Linked DNA regions of Drosophila melanogaster: regions 2 and 3 are each linked to region 1. Evidence: chromatin contacts called from public Hi-C data. All regions are on one chromosome and are shown on one strand. The core of a region is the stretch at or near the end of the contact, and the rest is flanking DNA. Distances in the headings are between cores, read along the strand shown.

Region 1 (2,996 bases), core at 391-2,890:
TCCATGAAGCCATTGTCCGCACTCACGTCACCAGATGCCCGAAGGGCCTTCAAGTCACTCAGGTCGATCTCCTGGCCGCGGTAAAGATCATTCAGCCACGATTTGGCCGGCAGGAGGAGACTCTCCAGCTGCTCATGCCATATGAATATCTAGATCGTACCGCTTTCGATCCGAATGATCTCCTGTCCACCGGACGCCCAAGATGGTCTTGCCATCTGGTCGAAGGTAAGCCCAAGTCAGGCCTAACTACGGTGGCCGCTCAAATGGCTTTGAAAACAGACTGCCCTTTTATAAAATACATCTCGTCGGCCGAATTGCTGGGACTTAGCGATTCCGAAAAATGCCAGAGAATACGGGAAGTCTTGGAGGACGCCTATGTTTCCAGGCGCAGCTGCGTCATCATTGACGACTTTGAGCGTGTCATTGGTTACGGCGCCCTGGGTAAGCGGTACTCCAAGGAGTTCCTGCAGAAGCTGACGGTTCTTCTGAAGAAACAACCGCCCAACAGCCACGAGCTCATCATCATTTGCACAAGCAATCGTCTCGATGTCCTGGAGGAACTGGGCTTGCTATCCGTTTTCACTTCAGTTCACAATGTGCCAAATGTTTCCACGCCTAAAGAACTTATGGTCATAGTGGAAGCTTCAAAACGATTCGAGCCCGAGGAGCTACGCCAAATCGAGATCGCCATGGATGGCCGCAACGTCTCCATTGGCATCAAACGGTTGCTTGACTTGATTGCGTGGGTGAATTCCCTAAATCCCGACCGTCGAGCTGCCAAATTGCTGAAGAAATTGGGCGAAGCAATGGGATGGGTAGGGAACCATTCTAGTCCACTTGTACCTCAATACATTTAAGACGTTAGGTTAGGAAATGCAATATTGTATCTACAATTCCAGGAAAATAATTCCAAGTGATTCCAAATAATTCAGTAATGCTTTATATTTAAAAGAACCACGTAAGCATAAAAAAACCATCTAAAAAAATAATATTGCATTATTTTTTGGATGAACTTGCTTCCATTGCATTGCAATGTTCTTAAGACTAAAATGAACAGCCCGATAATGTGATTGCAAAGATACTAGATTATTATATTATATATATATTATATATACACCAGGCCAGACCTCTCAGTGGCCTTCGCCTGCTGTACGGAGAGCATTCCGTCCTCCAGGAGTTCGGTGACCGGTGGGCCCAACATCTCCTGGGCTGCTCCAAAGGCGGGCTTGATGTCGTTGTCCAATATATATATATATACATAATTATATATATAATATATATTATATATTATATATATATATTATATTGTTCTAGTGTCTTTGGTGATTGGCATAACAAGTTTTATTACCATATTATATATATATAAGTAAAAATAAAGATATTTGAATTGCAAATGCCACCCATTTTATCGTTATTTACTTAGAGGATTTGGCTTTTGATACAACACATTTTTTGGATTGTTTTCTTCACCAATCCTGGTGCTGCAGAGCTGCTTAGCAACAGCGAAGAAGTCTTGAATGCGGGGGATATATGTATTATTAGAAAATGCAAATGCGCGCCAATGAATTCAAATTTGCACTGCAGGTGCCGTAGCAGGCATCTTTTGCTCGCAATCACAGTGCATACACACACGCAATGCCGAACAGGGTTGCACTCCCTCAACGGGCTATCAGCTGTTTGAGACAATTTCGGGATTATATTATAAAATTGCTACGAAAATGTCAATTGAAAAAGCCCACCGGATGAGAGCGATCAAATGCCCAACGGATGAGCTGTCCCTGACGAACAAGGCGATTGTGAATGTGTCCGATTTCACGGAGGAGGTCAAGTGAGTGTTGGTTTTTGTTGTTTTTCCACTTCCTACGTGGGCGTACGAGCCTATGGAAACTTTCGCTTATGCTAATGACGCACCGCTTGATACCCTGCAGATATGTGGACATCTCGCCGGGCCCGGGGCTGCACTACATCTTCGCGCTGGAGAAGATCAGCGGGCCGGAGCTGCCGCTCGGCCACGTCGGATTCTCGCTGGTCCAGCGCAAGTGGGCCACGCTCTCCATCAACCAGGAAATAGACGTGCGGCCGTACCGATTCGATGCCAGCGCCGATATCATCACACTGGTCTCCTTCGAGACGGACTTCCTGCAGAAGAAGACCACCACGCAGGAGCCCTACGACTCCGACGAGATGGCCAAGGAGTTCCTCATGCAGTTCGCCGGAATGCCGCTGACCGTCGGCCAAACGCTCGTCTTTCAGGTAATGGTGTGGATGTGGCTCCCCCATAAATGTATGCAGTATAGAAAAATAGATAGCAAAGGACTGAAACTAAGGTAGTAATCTGGAGAGGATTAGTGATATATGCCAGAGCCAGTTAAAATACTACCCAATTCAATGAGGGTTCTCGGTTTATCTCGGACGCACCTATTCATTATTTCACCATTTATTGTGTGCACTTATAATAATTTTGGTTTTGTATAACTTTACAAAAAGATTTATACGTTCATAGCATAGCGGTAGTGAGAATATTCGTTATTTGTGTTATTCGATATTCGTTATTTTATATTTACTGACGTGTCTTGATTGTCATGAGATGCTGAATCTCATATTCCACATTTAGACGGTGACCTAATGCAAATATTAACAAGGTAGCTTACCTCCAACAATTAGAAACCCAAAGACACGTAACTCTCCCTTAGATCATCTTTTTGGCTCTCTGCCAAATCTTTTTTAATAATTCAGCATACAATGTCCCCCTTTTTTATGAACTAAAAATAGTGTGTTAGGCTGCCCTCATAGGAAATGCAACTATCTTAACATAGTAATTCTTCTAACATGCTCCTTAATGTACATATATCGTTCGTTTGCTAATAAGGATGTTTACCGCCTTTCAGTTCAAAGACAAGAAATTCCTGGGCCTCGCTGTAAAAACGCTGGAGGCAGTGGATCCCCGAACAGTGGGCGATTCCCTACCGAAGACTCGGAACGTACGATTCGGCCGC
Region 2 (3,323 bases), core at 131-2,630, 150 kb after region 1:
CCAGCAATGAAACGCCATGAATTGGGGGAGACGGAATCTAACGATTGCGAACGCGTCGTATCTTGTTTTTTGCATGCATGACAATGTGTGCAGAATACGCGCGCGCTCACACACTAAACCACTCGCACAACCGAAGGCGTGTGTGCATGTATGCAATTTTTTGGGGTGGTATTGGCGGTGAAGGCAGGAGGGATGAAGGGAAAGAGACGGGCGGAGAACTCGAAAATTTAGCAAGTAAACACTCTCCGATTGCGATTACAAAGTCAGCTAATTTCCTTTCATTTTTTATTATAAATTTTTGATTCCGTTTTTTTGTTGATGCCCAACAGTTGATGTATTTTCATACGCGATACACACACAACGCGCTACAGACACTTGGACGCACACAGACACAACGTCTGGCAAGTACATCGCTTTTTGGGCCGTCTCTTTTGCGGTTCATTCAATAAAATTATTGCGAATGGCAGGCGCAAAACAGAATCGCAAAAATTGCAGTGTATTGTGGGAAAGAAGAAGAGGCGTGTGGTAAAGAAAAATGCCGTCTCTCCACCACACACATTACACATGCACGCAATTTTGATCGCTACACGCGCCACCCACACTCTGCAATGTTTTTGTTGTTGTTGCAAGCCGATTTTGTTTTGATTCGATACTTTATTTATGTATACATAATATTTAGGAGCAGCGCATTTCCGCGATATTCGCTGGCGATTTTGCATTTCATTGAAACGCACACAAAACGCAGGGAAAAGAAAAACAGACGACGGCTAACTCACCTCGAACACACGCACACCTACAAACCACACACAGCGGAGAGCGAGGAAATTCAACACGACGGTATGCGTTGTTGCATAAAGTGCGATAAAAGGGGAGACACTGAAAGAAGCAAATCAGCCGAGTTGTATTCAAAATCGGGATCCAATATGGGCTATTGCCGGGATATATAGTCCGATTCCCTGGCAAGGCCGCAAATCATCCACGGAGTACGTGAGAACACACCGTCGGTCACATTCACAGTAAAATTCAAACACACACACACTAGCACGCAGACAACACAGAAGCCGCAAGAGGGCAAAAGAGAGCGGGAGAGAGAGAGCAGCAAAGAGAGAGAAAGAGCGCGGGGGCAAAAACCAAAAAGTTATACACTCACGCTGCAATTCCTTGTTTCTGTTTCTGGCGTTTTTCGCTTTTAGTGCTTAGCACGCTGGCTGCATTCGATCAGTTTATATACAATTTTCTCTTGCGCATATTTATTGGGGGATCACGAGTTAGTTTTCGACCAATATATCTTCCCGGATAATTGTAATTTTCGCTATTTTCCGCGGACCGACGCTAGAGCGTTGGTCTGACCACGACGATAATATCTGCGTATCGATACTCGGCCAGAGAGTACAGCGATAGTTGCATATGACGAGAATGTGAGCTGTTATCGATATCGAACTCTAGCACCCCTGTGACGCCACCATTGTTATGGTACTCTATTAACATATACTTGGCAAAACTGGAGCACCTTGAATGAATATTTGTACAAATCAGAGCAGAAAAAAGCAAACAGCACGACAAACTGCGAGACAGATTCGCCGCTTCGACGCCATGTTGTCTTTCGCTCTTGATTCGCCCCAAAAGAGTGTGCAATAATGCACGAACTGGGTTTTGGTGTTACCGTTTTTCGCACTCCCTACTGTTACGATAATATTTTAAAACAAAAACACGTTAAATATTATAAAATTAGAAAATAGAGCTATAAGTACGTTTACTTAGTATTAAAAAGAGCAAACAGTTTGATTACTCAGTAATTACATCCTCGATTCGAAAGTTAGCATTGTAGTAAACACATAATTCCGATTAGAAATCTTTTCCAGCTTAATTTAACTTGAATGTAAAGTGTCATCTTAAACTAATCTCAGGTGCTAGTTTATAATGAATGTAATGACACGTTAGAGTGCTAAGATATTTATTATTCTGTTAATTTTATGATTTTCAGATATTAAAGAATTTCGAATTTTCTGCCGCCTTAGTGTGGCCAGGTGGCGGCGGATTCCAAATGCCTGCAGTTGTGCCCCGTCGTTTTGGTATTCCGAGTGAAAGACGCAGCGACCCGCTGCTGCGATGCATTTGCTCACTTGGCCAACTTCGGTGCTGCGTTCCCGATGCCTAGGACGACAAAATGCTGCGCCAGAACCTGTTGGATCAGCTTAAGCACTTCATAGAGACGGTGAGCAATGGGCACAGTTGTCCGCAGCTGCTGACCAGCCCCAATCTCATCAAGCTCGCGTGAGTAGCAACCGCGGTGGTTAATAATGATGCCCGTAGTAAATAATTCCATGGATATTTGCAGACTGGGATTCCTGGAGGAGCTGCCCGCCACGCGAGACATTGTGTTCGAATACTTCGCCCTGCTGGCCGAAATCAGTGTGCAGCTGTATGTGTCGCCGGAGATGGCCGACCCAAAGACCGGTATGCCGGTATCCCAGGTGAAGCTGGCCGGGAATCGCCAGCAGCAGCAACGTGCTCCGGAATACGAGGCTTTCAATCTGGTAAAGACCGCGCTGCAGAGTCTGGTGTGGAAGGGACCGCCCGCCTGGTCGCCGCTCATCGCCAACTGGAGTCTGGAACTAGTGGCCAAGCTGTCCGATAAGTACACCCAGCGGCGGATGACCATCACGGCCAGCTGCAACTATTGGCTGGAGTGCAGCGCCATGCACGGGCTGATGACCCTTATAAATAGTTGTTTCCGAAAGTTAACCCAACCGGAGGAGGAGGCCTGCGTGGAGATCATGCTCAATGCCTTTCACCGGTTTCCCATGACCTTCGACTGGATTGTGGCGAGATTGGGCGGCTGTTTCCCTTACAAGATCATCATGCAGATTCTACAGTGCGGCATCAAGCGATTCGTCGATGACTACCGCTGCCACCTGGATTCGGAGGCGGGCATCCTCGATTATATGACCTCGTGCCACGAACAGCACCTTAGGGCAGCCTTTCGTGAGATGCTTAGGGAGGGATTCGCACCGAAGAAGCCGCTGGACGTGGCCGTTGTTCCTTTCCTGCTGATCACCACCAACTACTCGGACACGATCCTGCAGAGCTTGGTCAATGTGCTAGTCGAAATCTGTAAGTACTGGTTGAATAAAGAGATATATTATTTCTCTAACACAATGTCATGTAGATACCGAGGACATGTGCGAGGTGATAGTGCAGAAGGCGCCGTTGTGGCTGAGCAACAAAATGTTTGCCGGTATGCAGCCCACGCTGAATAATGCCGTGCTGCGCCTGAACGAGCGTGGAGCGACGTTGCTCCTTACGGCAGCCAAAATGGCCGA
Region 3 (3,170 bases), core at 537-3,036, 180 kb after region 1:
ATATACCACGCCCAAGGCGCGATACATCGATCCATGCTCACTTACCTGCCAGCTAACGCGGCTAGACAAATTCTCCACAATCAGTCGGTACTCAGTGCGCAACGGTGGGCCATAACGAGAGGATGATCTGGAATTTTTGTTTCTGGTGAATAATTGAATGGATTCGCTAATTAGTATTGACACTGCGCTGCTGCTCCTGATGCTCCATCACAAAAATTAACGGTAATGGTGAATATATTCCAGCATATGCATATTTACATTTGGGTTATGCGCAACAAATCAAACATTTTACATACTATGCGGATGGGTGGAACGTGCAAATAAAAGCAACAATAGTATGCATAGGAAAACGGAGCGTCTTGGAAATGATAATATTAACAGCAAGTCAGTGTCTTTTGGTTCCCTTCCACGCAGAAGAAATCAGCTTATACGATTGCACTACCAAAAGTGTATAAAACTATAGAAGTCAATATATAATAAACTGATGTTTTTTATATATATCGCAAGTAGCTAATATTATAGGTATATAGATTTTGCACGATCTAAGCTGGTTGCATCTGTGTGGATGGAGATATCAAACGAAACAAATTGGCAGTGCTAATTCTAGGGCAAACTTCAACGCAAACAAAGTTGGAGGACGATATCGTCGCTACTTTGGTCCGGTTTTAAGGTCCGCTGGCAGTACTACTTACTTTTCGTTGTAACGACCGCCCCCGCCCCCCCGCCGACCACCATATCGATCGTCGTAGCGGTCGCGGTTGCTGCCACGAGCGGTACCCCTGGCGGGTTCAACAACCACACTGCAAAAATATAGAACATACAATCGTGAGTCATTTCGTACTTTGGCTTATATCTAACAACTCACCGTTCGCCAAGCAGCTCTTTGCCATTCAGTTCATAGACGGCATCGTCGGCATCACGATAGTCTTCGAATTCCTGAAAATTCAATTAGTGATTAGTATTGATTATGGAATTAGTATTGAAGCTACCCTGCCTGTGCATACTCTTATGGAAATACGCTGGGTGAATTTAAGAACAGTTTTTAAGCGTCACTGTATTTGACAGACAAATGATGGAACAAATATAGGTTCAAAAAGAAAAAAAAAGTATTCAAGGGTCGGCTTGAAATGTTAGGAAACCTATAGACAAACAGAGAAATGCAGAAATGTCTTCAAATCAAATTTAACCGATTTTTTTTTTTTACATATTCCAGTTAAATATGATATTTTGTACTCACCACAAAGCCGTAGCCATTTTTGATGAGGATGTCGCGTGTGCGGCCGTAGCCTTTGAAAAAGCGCTCCAAATCGCGCTCGCGCACTCCGTAGGGCAGACCGCCCACATACACTCGAGATCCCACCATGATAACGGTTCCTTACGTATCTGGAGCAGGTGCTATAAAATAGTGAAGTATATATATATATATCAGCAAGGGAACCGTTGCAGTTTGCAGCTTCTATTTTGCTCGACTGTCCTTTAGGAATGGAAGAAAAAAAAAACGCACATATGTACGCGCCGTGTATGTTTCGCCAAGATGGCGGCCACCACATACACACACACACGCTCGCAATGTACCGGGTGTACAGAACCGCTGCAAAAACGAGTTAATTTAACAACGCGAAATACGCGCTGTTCTTCACTTAAGCGTACTCACTAGCACGTACCGTTCAGTGAAGGATATTTGTGGCAAATTTACAATTAAGTCGCTGCCGTACTCTCTCTTTTTCAGGCTTTCCCACACGAAAAAACGCAAGCGACTCGACACAAACGGAAGTGAAAGTGACAGACGAAAGCGATGTTTGACAGTCATTCCAAAGGCGGAATGGAACGATACTTTTTCGCCTATCGATATTTTGGGCGGGCAATGCGTTTCGCTGCGTTAAGGGTATTCCAGTTGCTGTTCGTGTTCCGCTATGAAAAGAATAAACATTAAATATACTTAGTAGTAGCATTTGAATATACTGTTAACAACCTTTTTATTTTGATATCTGCTAGCAAGCACTCATTAGCATTTTTTAACGTTTCTGATTTGATGATATACATAAAATGTTTCTGGATTTATTAATTTATTTCGCACGATGTCTTTTTTTATTCCCAAATGCCTCATAGATCCCGTAATTGTAATATTGATTGACCCTTAGCTGGCTACTTACAAATATACAATTCAATACAAAATAATTTACAAGTTATCTCTTAAAGTGAAGCCTTCCATCGCCCCAGCTAAAGCGAATGCTCGCAGAAAGAGTTATGTAAGCGGTATTAATAATAATACATATTTAGCTAAAAAGTTAAACATATTAAATGTTTCTTGGGTTATCGTGGTAGTAATTATCATAATCCATTTATAAAGATAATACATTCAAATCCGTTTGTTCAGAAATATATACAATAAACTTGTCTAATATTTTTAAGCCCTTACTAGACGAATACAAATTTATATGAAGATATATAAAATCAAGTGTGGCATCAGCTTAATTGTCGAGGAACACCCCTAACGCACCGAAACAATCGTTCCGATTCCACGTGGCGTCCGATTTTCCGACTTTACCCCGTTCTCGACACCTGGTCATACTGCTCACTCCATTCTCATTGTGCGTGCTGTACATTTCATTTATTGCCAGTCTGCCGTCAAAAAAGAACAAAAACAAAAAAAATATTTCCTGCGTTCGGTGTTTAAACTTTCCATCTTCTTGAACAACCAAGGAGAGAATGGCGGAACAAAACGATTCCAACGGAAACTACGACGATGGTGAAGAGGTGAGTTGCAGAATGACCAATTGCTGTTTGTAAATCGTTCATCGCGCGTGAAAGTGCAAAATGTCGACGCCGACAATATTCGTGTATAATATACATTCACGCCGCTTTTTTACCGAATTATGGGGGCCATCGATCCCTGTGCGAATTTAGCCAGCTAAAAGTTTATCGACCTCTTTTGGCGAGAAATATAAGCAATTTCCGATAAAAAAGTTGCCGGCTGTTTGATAAAAAAGAAAACGAAAATTCATACATACATACACATATACGGGCTGTCATGGCGGTGCAAATACTAAAAAAAAAAAAAAAAAATATGGCGAGCGGCTTTTTCTCGCCAGGTAAATTACTATTATAAACAATGGCAAATCCTTGTTGATCAAGGATGATTTTGCACTTTTATCGTTTTATTGACATAA

Evidence for each region. Hi-C and Micro-C count contacts between places; a contact is called where the count stands out from the background.
Region 2: a Hi-C map of the S2 cell line shows a contact between it and region 1, with 4 times the contacts expected there. A contact is called at or near these places in 8 of 107 Hi-C or Micro-C datasets (the D17-c3 cell line, the Kc167 cell line, the ML-DmBG3-c2 cell line and 2 more) and 1 of 7 datasets of targeted methods (the Kc167 cell line).
Region 3: a Hi-C map of the Kc167 cell line shows a contact between it and region 1, with 4 times the contacts expected there. A contact is called at or near these places in 5 of 107 Hi-C or Micro-C datasets (the D17-c3 cell line, the Kc167 cell line, the ML-DmBG3-c2 cell line and 2 more).

Annotation. Positions count from the first base shown.
Region 1 is chr3R:13,836,635-13,839,630 of dm6, reverse strand. Nsf2 (N-ethylmaleimide-sensitive factor 2) reads left to right here and starts at 1,640. Exons shown (of 4, transcript NM_001300390.1): 1 at 1,640-1,828; 2 at 1,929-2,253; 3 at 2,889-2,996. The coding sequence starts at 1,719. CG31495 reads left to right here. Exons shown (of 1, transcript NM_169559.2): 1 at 1-1,391. The coding sequence ends at 857. It also overlaps the pseudogene CR46415.
Region 2 is chr3R:13,681,978-13,685,300 of dm6, reverse strand. It overlaps flfl (falafel), which reads right to left and starts at 1,380. Exons shown (of 10, transcript NM_142047.4): 1 at 1,151-1,380. omd (oocyte maintenance defects) reads left to right here. Exons shown (of 9, transcript NM_142046.2): 2 at 1,985-2,274; 3 at 2,339-3,114; 4 at 3,170-3,323. The coding sequence starts at 2,168.
Region 3 is chr3R:13,659,927-13,663,096 of dm6, reverse strand. B52 (B52,) reads right to left here and starts at 1,786. Exons shown (of 9, transcript NM_176494.4): 1 at 1,655-1,786; 2 at 1,238-1,395; 3 at 866-936; 4 at 693-800; 5 at 46-142. The coding sequence starts at 1,363. Hrb87F (Heterogeneous nuclear ribonucleoprotein at 87F) reads left to right here and starts at 2,566. Exons shown (of 4, transcript NM_057458.5): 1 at 2,566-2,757. The coding sequence starts at 2,710.